Regions from separate parts of the Zea mays genome. Here region 2 is linked to region 1. The links are chromatin contacts, called in public Hi-C maps. All regions are on one chromosome and are shown on one strand. Each heading gives the region's core, a stretch centred on a gene start, on an enhancer-like site or on the middle of the called end of the contact. The rest is flanking DNA. Distances are from core to core; before and after follow the strand shown.

Region 1 (4,480 bases), core at 848-3,347:
TCTTTCCTACATTTGATCTATCATATACATGATTACATATTGCTTAATTTATATATTTGTTGGATGGTTGGACAATTAATATCATCGGACGAACTACTCGACAATTATCTGGTACCTACCCGAGTAGTATCTGTTATCCGTTTCTTACTCGTCTGGATTATTACTTGGTCCCGTCCTGTATCCGTCTCAAATCTTAACTACCTGTATCTAGTCCCGTATCCGAGAGAAATACATTAGGATAGGATACATGATGATGTTGTATGCGACTGTATTCGTCCCATTTTTATCCCTAACGTATACGGCCTGCACGCACCTTCTATCCGGCCCCGTGTGCCGCACGAAGAACACCCATCTTCACAAGGCGCGTAAAAGCATAGCACGAAGAACAGCAAGGGGGTGAAGGTGAGGTGATTTCAGCTAAAAGGCTCCAGTTAATTAAAAAACAGCAGATAGAATGACTGGCTTAGAAGATCTTTTTTTTTTTACTTTTCCTTTTGAACAAAAGACATTCGATGCAGGAGTAGTACTTAACAGATACAGTCACCGGTCGATTCGTGGGAAGGACCACATAGAGAATAGTGAGATAGAGCACCAGGGTCCTTTTGTTTTGGTGCCTTGGGTTGGGTGGGCAAGATATTTTCTTACTCGAGTTGCGTGTGCTGACGTGCCATCAGAATGAAGCCAACAGGATCGTCGTCAGGTTCAAGCTATACACTGCAACACGATGGATTTTTGCGAGGATATTCCGACCTAAAGCTATCCTCCAACACTCTACCCTCAGCTCAGGAAGTGCGCATGCATCTCCCTCTCTATCTCGTTGTAACCTTTGCTTTTGTAAACAGAAGCAGGCACCCAGATCTTGGATCCGTCCTCTGATAATTCGACTAGGACAGGAGAAGTAATTCCACGATAGAAGCAGTGGCACGACTTTTTGGGGGGTGCTAGCTAAGCGTAGTGGAGAAACCAGTAGCTGCAGGTGCAGTGTCAGCTGCCTGCATCAAAGCGTCACATTTTAATGTAAATATGAAGCTCAGTGGCGAAGCTAGTTTGTACCTATCGGATGCAATACGCCCCCTTGAAAACGCAAATTCTATAGATGCAGTTAAAATTTCACTGTATATGTACTCCTAGAAAAAAAAAATAGTATGCCGATCAATTTCACCATCCTCAATTTTGCTCTAACTTCGCCACGCTGAAGCTATATAGCAAATATATATGGGATGTGTTGAGGGGAGAAACAGTGCACGAACTGAAGGTGAATGCTGCCATCTCCACAAGACCTAGAACGATTTAGGCGATCGCTGTGCCGAAGCCCGAAACACAGGCACAGGCGTACATGAACACGTCAAAACCTCAAGAATCCTGCAGCCGCAAGAACGAACGCTGCCGGATGAAGGAAGCCAGCCAATCGGCAAGAACTTATTTTTCGTTCCGATCGAGATCGACTAACGATACCTGCTACTGTATTTAATTACATCCATCCAATCCATCCATGCGAGTCGACGGCGTGTACGGTGTACCATGTATATACATTTATCAACTAAAGGACGTGCGGAGGAGCAATTACCTGCCACTCTTGACTCTTCCAATGGCGCGCTGCGACTGCGAGCAGAGCACCGAGCGGGGGTAGTACGTCGTAATAAAAAAAAATCTAGTACGCCGTCAGGCCGTGGGCCGCGGGGAGCCGGCGGCGGCGTGGCGCGCGGGCGCGAACCTGGCGCTGAAGTCCGGCTCGCGCTCCTCCAGGCACCCGTCGTCGAAGTTCTGCGCGTAGCTGAGCGGGTCGTAGTTTAGCCCGCCGAGGAGGGAGCGGCCGCGCCGCCGCCTGCGCCGCACCAGGCTGACACGCCGCCGTAGCCTGCGCCACAGCGCGGCGGCGCCGAAGCGGCCCCAGCAGGAGGCCATCGTCCCGTGGTACGCGTCCCCGTGCCCGTCCTCGTCGCACTCCACCATCGCCGGCAGCCTCCCAGGCGAGCCCGGCGCCCACATCTGCGCGGCGGAGCGCAGCGCAGCGCCTCACTTTCTCTGCACGACAAGCAGATAGAGAGAGCGCGCGCGGCGCAAGCGCAACTGGCCTGGCAAGTGATGTGTGTGTGTAGCTGGCTGATTGGCTGGTGGTCTCGGCAGATGAGGCGGACAGGAGGGCGCGGAGGGAGGCGGTAGCCGTGGGATGCGAAGCGGACGGCGGAGATGGGGAGGAGCAACGAGCGCCGTGCGTGATGATATCTCATGTCACGTGCTCCCCCGGCCTCGTCGGACGTCGGCAACTCGGCACATTCCCTCGTGCCAGCGGTATCTCGGCTGACGTGGACCTGGCACGGTCCCACGGTGCCGGCACAACTTTTCAGATCCGGATGCAATTATGCAAATGGTACTGAATGTTTGTTCGACCGTCCATTTGACCCGAGCGTGAATACTTTTTCTGATATCTAGATATTTTTGTATATGTGTTCACATGAATATTCTATATGAATATCACGAATATAATTTTATCACTATTGGGTGCATTTCAGATAATTCAAAAAAACTGACCTACCCATGGCGGATATTATCAGACAAACACATCGTGGATGTTATTCCTAAAGTATTCGCCGGCTCAAATTTAAATAAAACGAGTCTGTTAAATTTATCTTAAAAAGGTAAAACAAATTATAAATTTACAACGGAGGAACATGTTTTTGATCGGCTGCAGTCCGCTTGACAGGCTAAGGTTGTCCTCACTCGTACTTGCTTTAAACTAGGTGAGTGTCTGTGCGTTGCAACGGAACCGTATAATAACACGATAACTTATATACATATGTGACTTATATTGTTATAGATATGTGTCCGTGCGTTGCGACGGAAATAAAAGATTTGTATGAAACATTGATACGGAACGACAAACATCACTATAATATGTAAAATACGTGTGGAAAACATTATTAATATCACACAAATTATTTCTAAAAACTTAATTTAGAATTTTTAATTACAGACAAATGTGTCGACAACTGTACACAAATCAGCTAATCCCTTTTAGCGATATCGATAAGTCTCTGTTGTATGTTTGCAGGGATGGCATATCGGCACGAATTGTCCTCATAACTTAACAGATCAATCACAAAGTTACTTCGAAGAATCTTTGCATCCTACAGACAAAGACATAAGAGAACAAAACCTATTATCTTGTAGAACGAGATAGGCGGAATGTATGTTTTGAACATAAAACGAATATGTTATGACCTCGATCTTGGCTCTCTAATAGTATTTCAGTAGGAGAAGAGGTGGTATAAAGATCATGTAACTTTGAAAATAAAACTTAAAGAATTGTTGGCTTACATTGATGTAAGATAAAACGAAATGTTGTTTGTCACGAAAACTTGGTTCAATCGGGAATTTAACTTCTACCCGAGCGACAATACTGTATTTTGTTGAGTTTGTGATCCAAATTCTGAAGAAGACCAAGACATGCTAAGTGATGTCAAGTACATGACATTTATCCCTGGTATAAGAAAAAGCCAAGAGTTTGACAATAAGGAAAGACATAATAATCAAAGCAGGTTAAGCAAAAGTAACAACCATTCACCAAGCAGTGGCAACAGGAAAGAGGCGCTATCGATCAAGAGGTTGCTTCCTGTGATCCACTTTGAGATCGACCGGACAAAAGCCCTTGATGTGATTGATAGAGTTGACGATCTGAGAGTACAATGATGAACCTAGATTAATCAATGACAAAGTCTGAAAAATGCACCCTCGGTCTATGACCCAGAAAATCAAGATTGCTTGAAGGATACCAGTAATCGCTGAGATAAATTGGCATGCTGTAAGAGTGTCAGTACTGCAGCAAGGTGCCTGCTTGAGATAACCGGCATCATGGTGCTAGTTTGATGGCACCATTAGGGTTAGAGATGGTGGCCATGGGCGCATGTCCTGGCCAACTTTGTATGATATATGGCAGGGTGAATAGGAAAGTAAATTTGTATTGTAAAAAGGGATTTCTTCTGCTTGTTAGCTCATGTACAAGGAATGCAAGTTTTGAGCGAGGGGGCATCAAAGATCTGGCTGTGCTTCCAACTGGGCCTTGACATAATGATCCCGCTTCAATAAGCAACCTCGCTTGTATAGTTCCTTGTGCTCTAACACAAGATGAATAATAAGTTGTAAAATAGTGGTGTCCAAAGAGTTTCCAGGCCCAGTTGTAAAAAACTAAAATGCTATTCGAATTTCTATAACCTTATATCTGTATGGGGTTAGAGGGGCATGGTTGTCTCAATACATCAATGTCTCTATACATCATCTCAACCTATGGGGATTTGTCTCTCTTTGTCAACCACTTAATGACTTTGTAAGTTTGCAATCTCAAGGGAGAATAGCTATCCTGTCACGGGCTGCTCATTGTGCACAATCAAGATCTCTTAATAGATCAAATAATGTTCTGAACAACAGCATAGGTCAAAGTTGCAATAGGAAGGCACATGAAGCTGATTGGGTGAAACTATCT
Region 2 (4,480 bases), core at 1,044-3,543, 160 kb before region 1:
TTGGCCTAACATGATAGCTGATTGTTTCAAGTACTACAAGGGTTGCCAGGTGTGTCAAAAATTCGGCGACCTACAGTTGGTCCCTGCAGCTGAATTACATCCTATCATCAAGCCTTGGCCTTTCAGAGGATGGGGATTAGACTTTATTGGAGAAATTCATCCTTCATCATCAAAGGGGCATCGGTTCGTGTTAGTTGCCACTGACTATTTCACCAAATGGACTGAAGCCGTTGCTCTGAAGAACATGACACACAAGGAGGTAATTGAGTTCATAACTGAGCATATTATTCATAGATTCGGCATTCCCTAGACCTTGACTACAGATCAAGGTACTTCTTTTATGTCAAAGGAGGTACGTGAATTTGCTGAATTATACAGAATTAAGCTACTTAATTCATCTCCATATTATGCTCAAGCTAATGGACAGGCCGAGTCTAGTAATAGGACATTGATTAATTTGATAAAAAAGAAGATATCTGATAATCCTAAACATTGGCATAAGATTTTGTCTGAAGCTTTATGGGCTCATAGAATATCTAAACATAGGGCTACTAAAGTATCTCCTTTTGAGCTTGTTTATGGGCAGGAAGCAGTGTTGCCTGTGGAAATAAGTTTGAATGCTGTTAGGTTCGCCAGACAAAATGATCTAACTACTACTGATTATTATAATTCAATGATGGATAATATTGATGAGGTGACCGACAAGAGGATGATAGCTTTGGGAGCAATAGAAAAGGACAAGATCATGGTAGCCAGGGCCTACAACAAGAAGGTCAAAACAAAATCATTTCAAGTAGGGGACCTGGTGTGGAAGACCATTCTGCCTCTAAGGAATAAAGGCCGGAAGTTCGGGAAATAGTCGCCAAGCTGGGAGGGTCCTTATAAAGTAAAACAGGTGATGTCTGGCAACACCTATTTGCTACAAACATTACAAGGCAAGGATTTGTCTAAGGCTTTGAATGGGTGTTTCCTCAAACAGTACCATCCTAGTATGTGGCAAGATGCCTAAGAGAACCGATGTAATCACATCGAGTTAGTTGCTTTTGGTTTGCTCAGCTCCACCAAAAGGCAGGGGGGCATATGTTGAGCATAGTTTTGAGCTGGCGGACGGTCCGGCCCTGAGGCCGGACGGTCCGCAGTCCGGACAGTCCGCGCCTGTGGGCCGGATGGTCCGCGCATGCGCAGAGCAGTTTAGGGTTTCGAGTTTTGTGCTACGGTTGTTAGCTATATTCGCGGAATTAGCTCAGAATCAGTTGTGTAAAGGGTCCAGCCCCCCTCCTCTATAAATAGAGAGGTCTACGACCGATTTGTAATCATCAACAATCGAATCAATACAACTTCTATTTCACATTTATTTCCTGTATAATTAGGAGTAGTTCTAGTTTAGCCCTAGTTTAGCCTTCCAATCCCCAAATTCTCCGTCTCTCTTCGACTCTACATCGATTAGAGGAGTCTAGGTCGGTCTACCCGAGCCTAGACAACTCCTAGGATCTCTCCTCCCCGACGGGGTCCCTCCCGGGAACGAGATCCAGACGCCGCCGACGATCTTCCGCCGCCCCTGCATACGCGCGGACCGTCCGGCCCTAGGGCGCGGACCGTCCGGCCGTCAGGCAGGGAACCCGAGCTCCTGCACCAGGTCGCGGACCGTCCGACCCTATGCCGCGGACCGTCCGCGCCTGACCAGAGAGCACCGCCGCCTCACGCCAGGTCGCGGACCGTCCGGCCCTGTGCCGCGGACTGTCCGCGCCTGACCAGAGAGCACTGCTTTCTTTTGAAGTGATTGGCGCCTCCGAAAAGGCGTCAACAGTTAGTTTAAAGAATAGAAACAGTAGTCTAGCCTCGTCCTAAAACACATCGTGTTTTTGTTGGACGATGTTGGATCAAACTTGTCACATTTATTTAAACTACATAAAGTTCAAATATTACAACCACATCTATAACTTACTAAATTAAAGATATTATTATTAATTAAAGATATTAAATAATAATAGCATTATTTAACCATGTAAAATTCAAATATTACAAGACAAACACCGTAAACTTACTAAATTAAATAAATTAAATAATATAGACTTTATTAAACCGTACCAAGCCCGACGCGACGAAATTTATAGCCTAGCCTAGACCCGTTTACTATGCTAAACCGATCCATATTTTTTTATCAGGTCCTACACTCCTACTTTAGATTTCTTTGGACCGTAACGGTGGTGACCCAAAAAATACAGCTCATGTTTCCAGCACCAGGCCCGATTCATTTCTTCCATTCTTCGTGGAGCGTGCTCCATTGTTGGCGGAAGCAACACTTTTTGGGGAAGCAAACTAGCCTGAAGGCAGAGGCAGAGGCAGAGGCAGAGGCAGGCAGGCTGCAGTGCAGTGTCCCAGCTCGCGATTGGGCACTCGCAAGACCTGCCAAGAAAAGCGTAGCCCATGCGCCGCCGTGCGTAGGTTCCAGAGACATCTCACGTCTGAGGCAGCGCGACGTCAGGCTTCTTTACCCGGCGCAGGCGAAACGCGCCTATTTAACGGTGCGCGGTGCGCCCGCTTCAACCCCTGCCCCCTCTCCCTGGCTCCTGTGCTCCCCATTTCCAGTTTTCCACCCGACGAGAGGCAAAAGCCTCGCGCCCCACGCCGGTCCGGCGGCGACCCCCGCCGTTTCCCGCAGCGACCAAGACGCGGGCTGTGGTCGCCTCCGCCCCGTGCCTACCCGGCCGCGGGCGTAGCAGCCTCCTGGACCGCAGCGCCCTCCCCCCTCCTTTCTCCCGAGCGACTTCTGATCCAGCCGCGTCGCAACAACTGGTCGTTCGAGTCTGATCTCCGCCACCGCGGCGGAACGAGGCGTCTCCGGTCCCCGAGGTGAGTCCCCCAACCGGTGGCGCGAATCCCCCTGGTTTCTATGGTTGCTTTCCTGTGGCGGCATCCCAGATTCGCCACGTATTCTCCGTCCAAACCCTAGATTTGCCATTCCTTGCGTCGCATCTGGGGTGGAATTTGAGCGATTAGGTGCCTATCCTATGAATCGAGTACCTTCGCCAAGGAAATTTAGGGCCAATCGATGCTGGTTCGATGTGTATTTTGTCCCGACTGGATGCTTGGCTGCTTCAACGCGGGCATTGTTCGAAAAATCCATGGCGGCCTTTCTAAACTTATGGAAGTTCACTTGCTTTGATTCAGGCGATTCGGTGAATTCGAAGCTCGTACGACGGGATCCTGTTGAGTTTTGACAATGCGGGGCTACGGGTACGAGACCAATGTAAGCTTTACTTCGTGCACTTCGGTCGGTTTCATTTCGATCAAGTATATGATCATTATAGCTTTTAAAGGACGCAAATCAAAGTTCATGAGGGAAAACTGAGGTAGACAGCGGATTATGGTACTTCATTTTTTTATTTGACCAAATGTAGGAAAAAATAATTGTAATAAAATAAAGAATGTAGAAGAAAAAAATAATTGTAATAAAATAAAGAGGGAGCTGTAGAATTGACTGTCGTGAAAAAAACAGTGCAATTTTTTTGGTCCCGAAACGATGACGATTATTGTGCAGGGTAACCACCAGGAAGTGGAAGATGAGTACGGAGATGAGTACTATGATCAAGATGAGTATGATGAGGAAGGTTCGGGTGCTGGGGATGAGTATTTTGAGGAGGAAGAGCCTACAGAGGGACAAAAGGAGATCCTAGAATTGAGAGAACGATTAAAAGAGCAGATTAGGCGAAAGGCAAAGGCTGCTGCTTCCTGCACAGCTGGCAGATCGTCTTCTTTACAAATACCTCAAGCCAGGGACAAGTAAGCATGTTTGATGTACTGATTCTCAGCAGCATTCTCCTCCTTTCTAAAAAGATTTCTCTTTGTGCTCATGCCATTGAGAAATAATAAGACTTACGGGAGATTACTTGTTTCCTTTTGAAATGTCTCATATCGTGGAACTGAAGTTTTCATAGCCTATTGATCATTATACACTTGTGGAATGTATGCCGCTGGAAGATTTATTTTTCACCATTATATGTGCTTGTTCTTCAGTGCGGTTGTGATGTTTGTAGACCAATTTTCTTTAAAATAAATGCCAAACAGTATTTAGTGAATAAGGGAATGTAGAGTGTTGTTCAATACTTCAATGTGTTTTACCTGTTTTTCTTGCTAGATTTGGCTCTTTCTTTGGGCCATCCAAGCCGGTGATTTCTCGTCGAGTGATTGAAGAAAGAAAATCATTGAAAGAACTGCATAGCACAGTTGCAAGGGAGCCAAGGCCTTCGGGAGTACATGTAATACTATGCCAGTGTGCTAATTTTGGGTAGCACTAAACCAACATTAATTATATTCTTTTTTGCCTTTACCAGAAGGACATTCCGTCGTCCTCTAAAGTGCAAAGTAAAGTAAATGGACATCAGCATAAACAGAAAATTGTTAATCAGGTATAAATAATTTATATTCACTTCATTCTTTTGCATGTTCGGTATAATGGACTTAAAATAATGTATTCACA

What was found. Hi-C and Micro-C count contacts between places; a contact is called where the count stands out from the background.
Region 2: a Hi-C map of leaf shows a contact between it and region 1, with 5 times the contacts expected there. The contact joins the promoter of LOC103646089 here to the promoter of LOC100277587 in region 1. A contact is called at or near these places in 5 of 25 Hi-C or Micro-C datasets (bundle sheath, ear, leaf and 1 more).

What each region holds. Positions count from the first base shown.
Region 1 is chr2:19,750,547-19,755,026 of Zm-B73-REFERENCE-NAM-5.0, reverse strand. It overlaps LOC100277587, which reads right to left and starts at 2,097. Exons shown (of 1, transcript NM_001151105.2): 1 at 1,392-2,097. The coding sequence starts at 1,989. The coding sequence ends at 1,663.
Region 2 is chr2:19,912,340-19,916,819 of Zm-B73-REFERENCE-NAM-5.0, reverse strand. LOC103646089 (trichohyalin) reads left to right here and starts at 2,293. Exons shown (of 10, transcript XM_008670817.4): 1 at 2,293-2,853; 2 at 3,172-3,250; 3 at 3,542-3,783; 4 at 4,139-4,259; 5 at 4,335-4,409. The coding sequence starts at 3,224.